Regions from separate parts of the Danio rerio genome. Here region 1 is linked to region 2. A link is a contact called in public Micro-C data. All regions are on one chromosome and are shown on one strand. Each heading gives the region's core, a stretch centred on a gene start, on an enhancer-like site or on the middle of the called end of the contact. The rest is flanking DNA. Distances are from core to core; before and after follow the strand shown. Region 1 overlaps palm2akap2 (PALM2 and AKAP2 fusion). Region 2 holds the start of palm2akap2 (PALM2 and AKAP2 fusion).

The links. A called contact is a pair of places that touch in the nucleus more often than the background predicts.
Region 1: a Micro-C map of caudal fin shows a contact between it and region 2, with 1.9 times the contacts expected there. The contact joins the enhancer-like site here to the promoter of palm2akap2 in region 2. A contact is called at or near these places in 2 of 18 Hi-C or Micro-C datasets (caudal fin and embryo).

The regions. Positions count from the first base shown.
Region 1 is chr10:5,257,443-5,262,732 of GRCz12tu, reverse strand. All of the region lies in intron 3 of palm2akap2 (PALM2 and AKAP2 fusion), which reads right to left. It also overlaps a transcript of lyrm7 not described here and a transcript of plppr1 not described here. Among named protein-coding and RNA genes, the nearest start is that of palm2akap2, 68 kb to the right of the region's middle. Within about 2 kb of position 2,627, at least 6 of the 62 cell types and tissues checked have an H3K27ac peak or open chromatin away from gene starts, as enhancers often do.
Region 2 is chr10:5,189,812-5,195,541 of GRCz12tu, reverse strand. It overlaps palm2akap2 (PALM2 and AKAP2 fusion), which reads right to left and starts at 3,627. Exons shown (of 12, transcript NM_001370836.1): 1 at 3,458-3,627. The coding sequence starts at 3,502. It also overlaps a transcript of lyrm7 not described here and a transcript of plppr1 not described here.

The DNA.
Region 1 (5,290 bases), core at 1,378-3,877, 68 kb before region 2:
TAAGGCAGCCTCCTTGAATTAAATGAAATACACAGTTTTTCCACCAAGGCAACCCGGGGTGCCAAAATATAATTGTGTAAGCTGTCAGTGGATGGGTTATACCACAGCAAAGACAGACATTTTGCAAAACAAGAATAACTGATTCCAGCACTGTTTTTCAAATGAAGAAGTGTTCAGTTAGCATATTTCTGAAGTATTTGCAAACATTTTATGTTATTTTTTTACTCTTTAGAGCTCAACAACTTACACACTGCACCTTTAAGCTATTTTTAAAAATGTAATGAATGTTTTCATGACTTATTAATTATTGTTTTTAATTAAAAGGTAGTGTTGTTTGCATTACTGAAAGCTGTTGGTCTGAGATTTTGTTACAGCGGCCTGTCTTTTACAGGACAGGTGGTGACCATGTGAGGCCTCTAAAAAGCAGACATTTTGCTGCCCTTTCATTTGTTTCCAGAGCCCAGTCTGAGGTCAGCAGTGCATCTCTGCTGTGTCTAGATGAGCTCATTTAGGTCTCACACCCTTCCGGCATTACAGCTCACGCTTCCTAAAGCTCCTAAAGTTCCTAAAGCGTCACTTTCTCCTGTTTCCATGACTGTTATTTTAGAATTAGTTGCATACTATTGTTTTTGGCAACAGTTTGGATGAAGGTTTATTTGTATGTTTTTAAAATGTAATTTATTTTCTGATTCTTTTACTTAATAATAATATTAAAAAAAATAATAATAATAAATAATAATAATAATAATGATAAAATAATAATAATAATAATAATAATAATAATAATAATATTTATTATTATTATTATAGTAGCAACAACAACAAACACAAAAACAACAACAATAATGATAATAATAATAATAATAATAATAATAATAATAATAATAATAATAATAATAATAATAATAATAATAATAATAATAATGCTGAACAAGTGCATGGAATAAAAAAATAACTATAATAATTTTAGCAATAACAACAACAACAACAACAATAAAAAATTATATTTTTAGCAATAACACCTACATCAATAATAATAATAATAATGATGATGATGATGATGATGATGATGATGATAATAATAATAATATTTTTAGCAACAACAACAAGAACAATAATAATAGTAATAATAATAATAATAACAACAATAATAATTACGTGTCGAAAAAGTGTATGGAATAAAAAATAAAATTCTAAAATAATAATTAAAATAATAATAATATTAATTTTAGCAATAAAAACAACAACAATAATTATTATAATAATAATTATTATAATAGTTACGCACAGAGAAAGTGTATGGAATAATAATAATTAAAAAACAAATAAATTATAATTTTGTGCCGAAAAAGTGTATGGAAAAAATTATTAAAAAAATAATAATAATCATAAAAAAATTAAAAAGCATATTGAAATAATAATAATAATGGCGGTTCATTCCGCTGTGGTGACCCATGAATAATAAAGGGACTAAAGAATAAAAATGAATTATTGAATAATAATAATAATAATAATAATATTAATAATGGTGGTTCATTCCGCTGTGACGACCCCTGATTAATAAAGGGACTAAAGAAAGAAAATGAATTAATGAATAATATCAATAATAATAATAATAATAATAATAATAATAATAAAATTAAAAATAATAATAAAATGCTTCTTCTTCTTCTTCAAAAAAAAAAAAAAAAAAAGAAAACATGAATGAATGATCAAACAAATCAAATAATAATCTAAGAAATGCTACATAGCTGGCACAACCATGTGATGAAAAATATGTATTGCATTTTTAGCAACATTTATTGAAAATAAACATTTTTATATGTATTATGAATTATTTATTATTAATTTAAATTATAATTTTAAATTATTGTTAAATGACTTTTCAATATGAAGGCAAGGCAAGGCAAGTTTATTTCTATAGCACATTTCAAACACAGTGGCAATTCAAAGTGCTTTACATAAACAGGAATAAAAAAGACAAGTATAAAAACATAAAAACAAATAATAAAAGTTATTAAAAACAGATTAAAGCAGATTAAAATGTGTTAAAACAGGTTATAAAAGAATGAAAAAGAAAAGAAAGACACAATAGTGCGATCTGTCAGACAGCTCAACAGATGTGTTTTCAGTCTTGATTTGAATGTGCCTAATGTTAAAGCACATCTGATCATAAAATGAATGTGGCACTGTAAATGTAATGTAATGTTTAAATACTAGAATAAACACTAAAACAAATATAGACATACAAATAAAAAGCAGAAAACAACAAAAACTCTAAATCATGAACAAATTAAATTAGAACTAAAAGAGTGAAGGCTAAAAACCGCACTTTATGTAGCTGCCATAAGTTTTTTTTTAATGCTATATACTCCACGCTGACTGACTCAGTCAAAGCAGGGGAAGCATTTCAGTAGCTCATATACTGTACATTAAGAGGTCTAAGCGCAGTCACATCAGTCAGTCTTATCTCTAGCCCTGATGTAATGTTTATTTTTCTGTCTCCTTTCTCCCGTGCAACAGAGGAGACCTAACACTTTCTTTTCACCATATTAGGAGCTCATATCACACAGTTGTATAAACAGTGTGTGTAGACGTGTCTGGAGGGAGCGTCATGACTGAGTTAGCATCATGTCAACGGCACATTTTTCCGGGAAGGACTAGTAGTTACAGCTTTACTTTAGGCATGTCTTCTGTAATGATACGTTTTTAGGAGAGATGTAATGCTGAGGCAAAGGTTAAAACCATCAGCAAAATACAAAAAATATTGTAAAAAAAAAATTACAAGCAAACTAAATTAAAATATCCACCTAGTTTTCTTTTTTCAAAGCAGGCATAACTTGTTTTGCATTTTAATGTTATAAGGTGATATAGGTAAAGGTTAGGCTGACTCATTTGTTTAAGACAATATTAGACTCTTCTGATAGCAGACCGACAGTATTGCGGTTTCATCTGCTGGCAGTCCTTCTTGAAGGCTTGTTTACATGAGAACGACTGTGTGGAAATGTCCCAGTCCACTAAGATCTGTGAAGGCTGTATTCTGCACGACAAGCCAGTGGATGTTGATGCTACTTTTTAAAGAAACAATATGCATTGGAGCCTCTGGTCCATTATATATATTTTTCAAAGTCGTCATTTTGAACAAAAATGCATTTTGATATACAGTTGAAGTCAGAATTATTAGCCCCCCTTTGATTTTTTTTCGTTCTTAAATATTTCTCAAATGGCGTTTAACAGAGCAAGGAAATGTTCACAGTATGTCTGATAATATTTTTTCTTAAAAAGTCTTATTTGTTTTTCCATTTCTGTTTCGTTCAGGTGTGACTTTAGGCAGATTAAGGTGATCAAAAACTGCTGTTTGGAGCCTATATAGGTCTAAAATTCATGTTTAACTGAATAAACAATTAGTGAACACAAGTACATCTTATTCAACATCATTTGTTTTCATCACCAATTATCATAGTAGAACAGTTCTTTAAGCAGTTTGTGATGCATTTTGAAAACGGGAGATAAGCCCCTCGTCTAATGCGCCACCTGGCTTGAGAAACCCATTCTTAAAGACTTTGGGCCCTATCATACACCCGGCGCAATGTGGTGCAAGGCGCGGCGCAATAGTCTTTTGCTACTTTCAGCTCGACGCAAGGGTCATTTTGAGGTGTTGCGCCACTGTTTAAATAGCTAATGCATTTGCGCTCATATGAACGCCCATAGGCGTACTGGTCTAAAAAAGCAGGGGTGTTTTGGCGCGTTGCTATTTTGAGAAACTGTAAATAGTCTGTTCTTTAGACCAGAACAAAGTCGATCTATTGTCTGGTGCAAAGTGCGCCTGGCTCACACACTACACACAAGATGTAGAGCAATACGCAAATATCTTTACATTTGAAAAAGATATAATATATTAAGGATATATATATAATAAGGATATATATACACATATATAGGATATGAATATAAATTATTCAAATATTACAAAACATATTAATTTCTAGCCTACATGAATTTAAAAACCACTGCCTTACTTTCTTCATCTCGGGAGGCTTTTTCAGTTCATTCAATTTGCTTTTGTATAATGTAATTATTATTAGCAGTATTATTTATTATATCCATATTTATATTTGTTTCATTAAAAACAAGCTTAGATTTGTCCACCTGTCAAATTTTAGACCATATGGGGCATGGCAGGTGAATTTGGATATAACTTAGTATTTTGACCACACTTTGTTATTATTGTTCGTTTATTCGTTTGCTGGAAATTAGAACTAAATTCAGAAATAGTTTCGAAACAAATCTTTGCACTCAACAAACGAAATTAATTATTTATAGGCTAATTGATGTCTGTGCGGTAAGGTTTCCCTATTCACGAGAGCAAAAGCGAAAGTGAACTTACTTTACGTTATGTTAATAGCAATGCGCTTATGGCGCGACGCAGCTGGCTCTTAAAGGGAATGGGAGATGAGACTCTAATTGGTTTATTCTCATAACACACCTATAACTCATTAAGAAAATAAACTCAACCCTTTTAGACCATGCGCCATGGCGCAAAGCGGATTTTCCTGTCCTTAAATTAGCAAAAATGCGTTCTGACACACCCTGAAAGCGTTTGCGCCCTGCGTTTTGCGCTCCGCGTCAAAAGAGAGCCCTTACTTTTAGTCATTGTTTGGGTAGCACACATACAATTTGGCAGAATTCAATTGAGCTAATTTAATCTAGATTAATTCCAAGATTACAGTGAGATTAATCTAGACTTAAACATAAATAATCTATGCCCACCTATAGTATTTTTACATGAGGTTTTGCATTTTCACAAAAATGTAAGCTGAAGCATGTATTTCCAACGAGCCTGTGGTGATGAGTTAAACTTTGTTCGTCTTTGTCAGAACATTTTGAGGGGCCATTTCATTTGGAGGGTTGATACCTGGGCCACAGAGGTGGTTCTGTTCCTTCATTCCTCTGCCTGTCCTGACAGAGAGATTTCTGTGTGAGTCTATCCTCACCCAGCAGCCCACAAAACATCACCTGCCGCCCACAGACGCACGCAGACACACAATGTGCTGAACAGCCGCCTGTTTGTTTCACTAAATTATGATTCCAGTGACAGATGGGATCTCACAGCACAGCGACATTAGCCTTTTTAAACACTTGTAAGTGAGAGTAAATGCAAATTGGGCTGATGTTCAGTGATTTAAAATGTCAGAAAGTAGGAGAACAAACTTACAGAACATGCGAGAAAAGCTTCTATTGCGTTAATTCTTGCTTCGTGTTTGATGACGATTTCTTAAAAACAGAGAAA
Region 2 (5,730 bases), core at 2,378-4,877:
GTCAATACAGGTGCAAACGGGCATGTGCAGGCAAATCCAGAATCATACTCAATATACAGACGAGAGGTCAAAAAGGCAGGCGGCAGGCAGGGAGAACAAGAATACAAGGCTAGGTAGAAACACAGGAAAACTAGACAGGAGTAACGCGTTGTAATGTCATCTAAAGATAAACAAGACTCTAAAGTGAAAGGGTGAATTAGTGGCTAATGTAGTGAATGTAATCAGTCTCTGACAAGGCTCAGGTGGTGAGAATGTAATCAGTCTAGATGAGTGAGCATGTGTGAGTGTGACCGGAGAGCATGTGTGAATATGTAGTCCAGGAGAAGGCGGAAGTGTAGTCCATGGTTTGTTGTGTGACATTTTTTAAGTGGATGTATGCATGGAAAATATATTCTATGACAAAAATTAACACATTTAACCAGCAATTATTATATAATTTGAGTCAAATGTACAACAATCTCACTTGAGCTTTTAGCGGCAAATCCAGATTTCACTATTTCCAGATGCGAAAAGCTCTCGGGTAAAAAGTGTTCCTTACAAACATATTTCGGTCCCACTTTATATTAAGTGTCTTTAACTACTATGCACTTGCATCAAAAAATAAATACAATGTACTTACTGTGTTTATATTGTATTTGAGAGCACTTGTGGTGATAGAGGTTGGGCTATGGACAGGTTTGGTGGCATGGGTAGGTTTAAGGGTGGGTTAAGGTGTAAGAGATGGTCAACAGTGTATTTACAAATGTAATTACAGAAGTTAATTACAGATGTAATTACATACAGGTATTTAATCAAGTGTAAGTACACAATAAATACATGTATTTACACAATAAGTACTCTATAACAAACTATTACTTCCTGTGTAAGTACTTATTAGTTAAGGCCACTTAATATAAAGTGGGACCCATGTTTCTGTTGCTTGCTCTGTAGTCCTTACGTAAGTCCAGCGGCACTCTCATAGCGAGAAATGAAAACAAAACCTTAATTGCAGCACATTTTTAAGCAAAACGCTGACGACCCATGTCTCCCAACAATTCTTCCACTTGTTTAGGCAACACAACGTGGCGTCTCTCTGCTGTCTGAACATTGTAACATGTAAAACAGTCTTGGAAGCTATCATGCATATTAATGAAGTTGCACCTCATACACAATAGAGCGCGCTAATTGGTTTGAACCAAGTCTTTCTCATGAATTAATGCTGCACACTCAGAGACGACACAATGTACTCACTGATACAGATATCCACGCTGGAATACACACAAGGATCTAACCTCCGTGACGCAGCTTCGAAAATTCGTTTCAAATCGGAAAAACGAATTTGCTCGAAATAACGCAAAAACAACAACTTTTGACTTTTTTTTGTGAAATATATGTGTCCCAATAGTGTTTATAGCAGCATGGGACACATCTACGGCTGTCAACATCTCAAAACATGTGTTTTGTGACCCTTTGAGCATTATATTTTCAACCAAATATGGCAAGCCATTTTTACATACAGTCCAAGTCCAGTTTTTGACTGTCATAGAGACATCGGGGTTGATTTAGGACTTTCACACATGTGAATTGATTCATTTCTTCCGAAACAGGGATTAAAATTGTTACATTGTTGCTCTTTGCTCTTGGTACCGTTCGCTTTCACACGGCAAATTTTCTAAACGGACCAAAAGAGCTAAAACAAGTCACGTGCGAGTAAACTCTCCTCACATTGGTTAGAGTTTCACGGTTTATTTTGCCGTGAGTCCCTCTCAGCTGTCAGGGGGATGGTAGTGGTTTGGTGGTGTTTGACAGGCTGCGCGACGTGTCTAAAGAGCGAGGATGGATGCAGTGAGGAGGGATGAGAAGGGTGCGCAACGTATTTGAGGACCCTGAAGGTAGATGTGCGATTTCCGGGAAATTATAACTCGTTTGCGGGCATCCGGGAGTCTCTGTGCATTTGCAGGAGACTAACGAAACTTCCGGGAGACTTGGGATGTCTGGACTGACCTCCCGGCCTACTCATAATTCTCTCTTCATATAGCCCAGGGGTGGCCAACCCTGTTCCTGGAGAGCCACCTTCCTGCAGATTCCAGTTCACCTGAACCAATTAAATAGGACCTGAACACCACGTGATAATTACATTCAGGTGTGTTTGATATGGGTTAAAACTGAAATCTGCAGGAAGTTGGCTCTTCAGGAACTGGGTTGGCCACCTCTGATATAGCCGTATGCCTATTACATATCCATAATACACTGTGATATAACGGGCTTGGACCGTATTGCGTTCTCACTACAATCGATCCGCTCCAGAGTTCGTTTCAAATCGAGCCGAGACCACCTCATTCAAGCGATTTTGGAGCGATTGTTTGGGCGCGGATCCAAGCGCGATTGCTGGATTCATATATGCCAAACAAACCTCGCTAACTGGGCAAATGAGACAAGTTCCGAAACAAATGTCTAGGTGTGAAAGCACCCTTATATCACTCATATTGACAAGAAGCTTTGATGTATCTAAGTTGTCAATTGCCCCCATAGCAATAAAACAGGCTAACCTAGCAACCAATTAAAAAACAGCAATATCTCTACATAAGAACATCATAGGGACCTGAGTATTGGCTCGTTTGACTCATGCTAGCAAATGGGACTATGCATGTAAGCATAATAGCATGTGCTAGAAATACCTATTAAGTGTTAGCATTTGATTGAACATGTACACGAGCGTTGTCATTTAGCAACTGCTTAGCAACCATCTAGCAATGCTATAAACATTTTAGCAACTGCCTAGCACTGCTATGCTTCCTGCCAACTGCCGTTGCCAGTCCTAGCGCAGTCACGTTGGCTTTCTCAAGCCAACATCAAAATTCTTGAACTTTAGGTTGTAGTTAAAATTAAGAAGAAAGAACTTGAGCCGCATCTAGAAACTTTGTCTGAATGAACGCCCTCAAAACCACATATAAACACTCTGGCAGTCAAACAGTAGAGCCTAGCATTGTGGAAACGGGTATTGCATGGACATGCATCACTTATATTGCCTTCAAAAAATGTTCATGACCCGAAACTGTTTACTAGGGTGGTCCTTAGTGTATACCAACAGATGCTGGTCCTTACAGACTATTTTTGCAATGTGTATTCTGCGGAATCACAGAGATGTAAGCAATGTAGCCAGAATAGTTTTCCATCTGTTGCTCACTGCTGGTCTATGCAGAGGTGTTGACCTTGCGCCAAATTTAGTGTTGCTTTTAGCCACATTTCAGATTCTTGACCTCTGGTTCATGTTGGGTGATTCGTCAACACTAATGAGAACACATTTACAACAAATAAACTTTTAAAATAGCCCAATAAATCCAACAAGCTTCTTTAAAATGCATGAATTTCGGGATGGATTTTAATATATGTAATTCTAGTTCTCCTAATAACAGTCTATGTTAGCACTATAAAGCAAATTCAATTCTGGAATGAAAGTAAGAACAAACCAACTTACCGCAAGGGCTTGGAGCCTTTCCTTGTGAAGTTCAGCTTCAGCCATCCTGGAAAAACAAAGGCAGAATTCTCAGTAACCGTGAGATTGGTAATCCCAAGTGTGGTTGCGTGTGTTGGGCAGTAGGTGAGCTAGTTATCACACACACTATGCCCTGGTCCTCTGAAGTAAGCCAGCCAGTGAAAGACACAGTGTACTGAGAGCAAGATCTTCTCATTCACTGGCCATGTGTTTGCCAGACTCTCTCTCTCTTTTTCTCTCTCCACCTACATCCCTCCCTCTTCGTCACTGGCCGGGTTATGGACAGACGACAGAGTCTTGAACCGCCCCCTGTGTTCAGAGGAGAGCTAGAGGCCAGGAGGAAGAGAGATGTTACTGAGGGCAGGACAAAACTGTCACACCTAACTGTGACTCTCTCTCTTTCTCTTTCTGTGTATGTGTGTGTACAGTATGTGTGTGCGCGCCTGCTGGGGATGGAAAACAAAGGTGTGTCGTACACTGGGGACAAGAGCGGCTGCAAGCTTAGAGGAAATCTGCTCCAAATCAAAATCACACATCTGCCAATTTGGTGCTAGGGTTTAATAATATCTGAAGTTGGGAATAGCTCACACAAATTCTATCGAAAGAACATTTTCTTTCTTTCTTTCTTTCTTTCTTTCTTTCTTTCTTTCTTTCTTTCTTTCTTTCTTTCTTTCTTTCTCTCTTTCTTTCATTCTTTCTTTCGTTCTATCATCTATCTATCTATTCATCCATACATCCATCCATTCATCCATCAAACATTGGAGCAATACGGTAAACATATTAGCATATTTCCAAATGATGAAAAAAGACTATAATATGTTTTCCATGTGCTAAATCATACAATAATCATGCTAGCAATGCTAACATGCTAGAAATAAGCTAGCAACATACTATAACCCTGCTGAAAAATCCAACTTAAACCAGCCTAGGCTGGTTGGCTGGTTTTAGCTGGTTGACCAGCCTGGTTTAAGAGGGGTTTTGGCCATTTCCAGGCTGGTTTCCAGCCATTTCCAGCCTGGTCTTAGCTGGTCAGGCTGGAAAATAAACAGCCAAATCCAGCTAAAACCAGCTTGACCAGCCTGGTTTAAGCTGGACATAGCTGGTTTTGGCTGGACTCCCAGCTTGGCTAGGCTGGTCAAGCTGGTTATAGCTGGTCATCTCCCAGCCTGACCAGCTAAGACCAGGCTGGAAATAGCTGAAACCAGCCTGGAAGTGGCCAAAAACCCCCTAAAACCAGCCTGGTTGACCAGCTAAAACCAGCCAACCAGCCTAGGCTGGTTTAAGCTGGATTTTTCAGCAGGGAACAATCATGGCAAAACACAATAAAACTGCTAGCAACATAATAAAACATGCTAGTTACATGACACATTTCTGAGTGAATGTGTTAATGCCATCAATGCTCATGAACATGCTAGTCATTGTTAGCAATATGCTAAGACATTTACGCAGTCTTAAAACATTTTAACAATGTTGTTAAACCTTTCTGATGCTCAATGCTCATGAACATGCTAATCATTGTTAGCAATATGCTAAGACATTTATGCAGTCTTAAAACATTCTAGCAATGTTGTCAATCATGCAAATCTATCTATCTGACTGTCTGTCCGTCCGTCCGTCCATCCGTCTATCCATCCATCCATCCATCCATCCATCCATCCATCCATCCATCCATCTATCAAACATTGGAGCCATATGGTAAACATATTAGCATCCATCCAGAGAAAAAAAGACTAAAATACGTTTTCAATGTGCTAAAGCATACAATAATCATAGTAGTAATATGCTAGCAACATACTATAACGATCATGGTAAAACACAATAAACATGCTGGTTAAATACTTAAAATGTGCCAACACATGCCATGAATACTCGAAAACGTGATAGCAATGTTTCTAAACAAGTTGGCGACATGATAAAATGGTTTATTCTGGCTGTCTGACGGTCAGTCGGTTGTAAAATTTTAAATGAATCACCTATGAAAGTACTGTCTTGTATGTGTCTTCATGAGCTTATTTATGAACAGTGCAGCTTATCAAAATGTAGGTTCGTTAAAATGCAGTGTGGATTTCATATATGGCCATTAGTCATTATTTTTCCTATATGAAAGTGTACATTTTTTTACATAAATTTTGTAAACACTCTTAGGTCATATATCAGGATATCGTCATATCAAGGTCATATAGACAGGTTGAAAATATGTAAGCTAAACATGGCTAAACATGCTGCCATAATCCTGATTTGCAAAAAAAAAACAA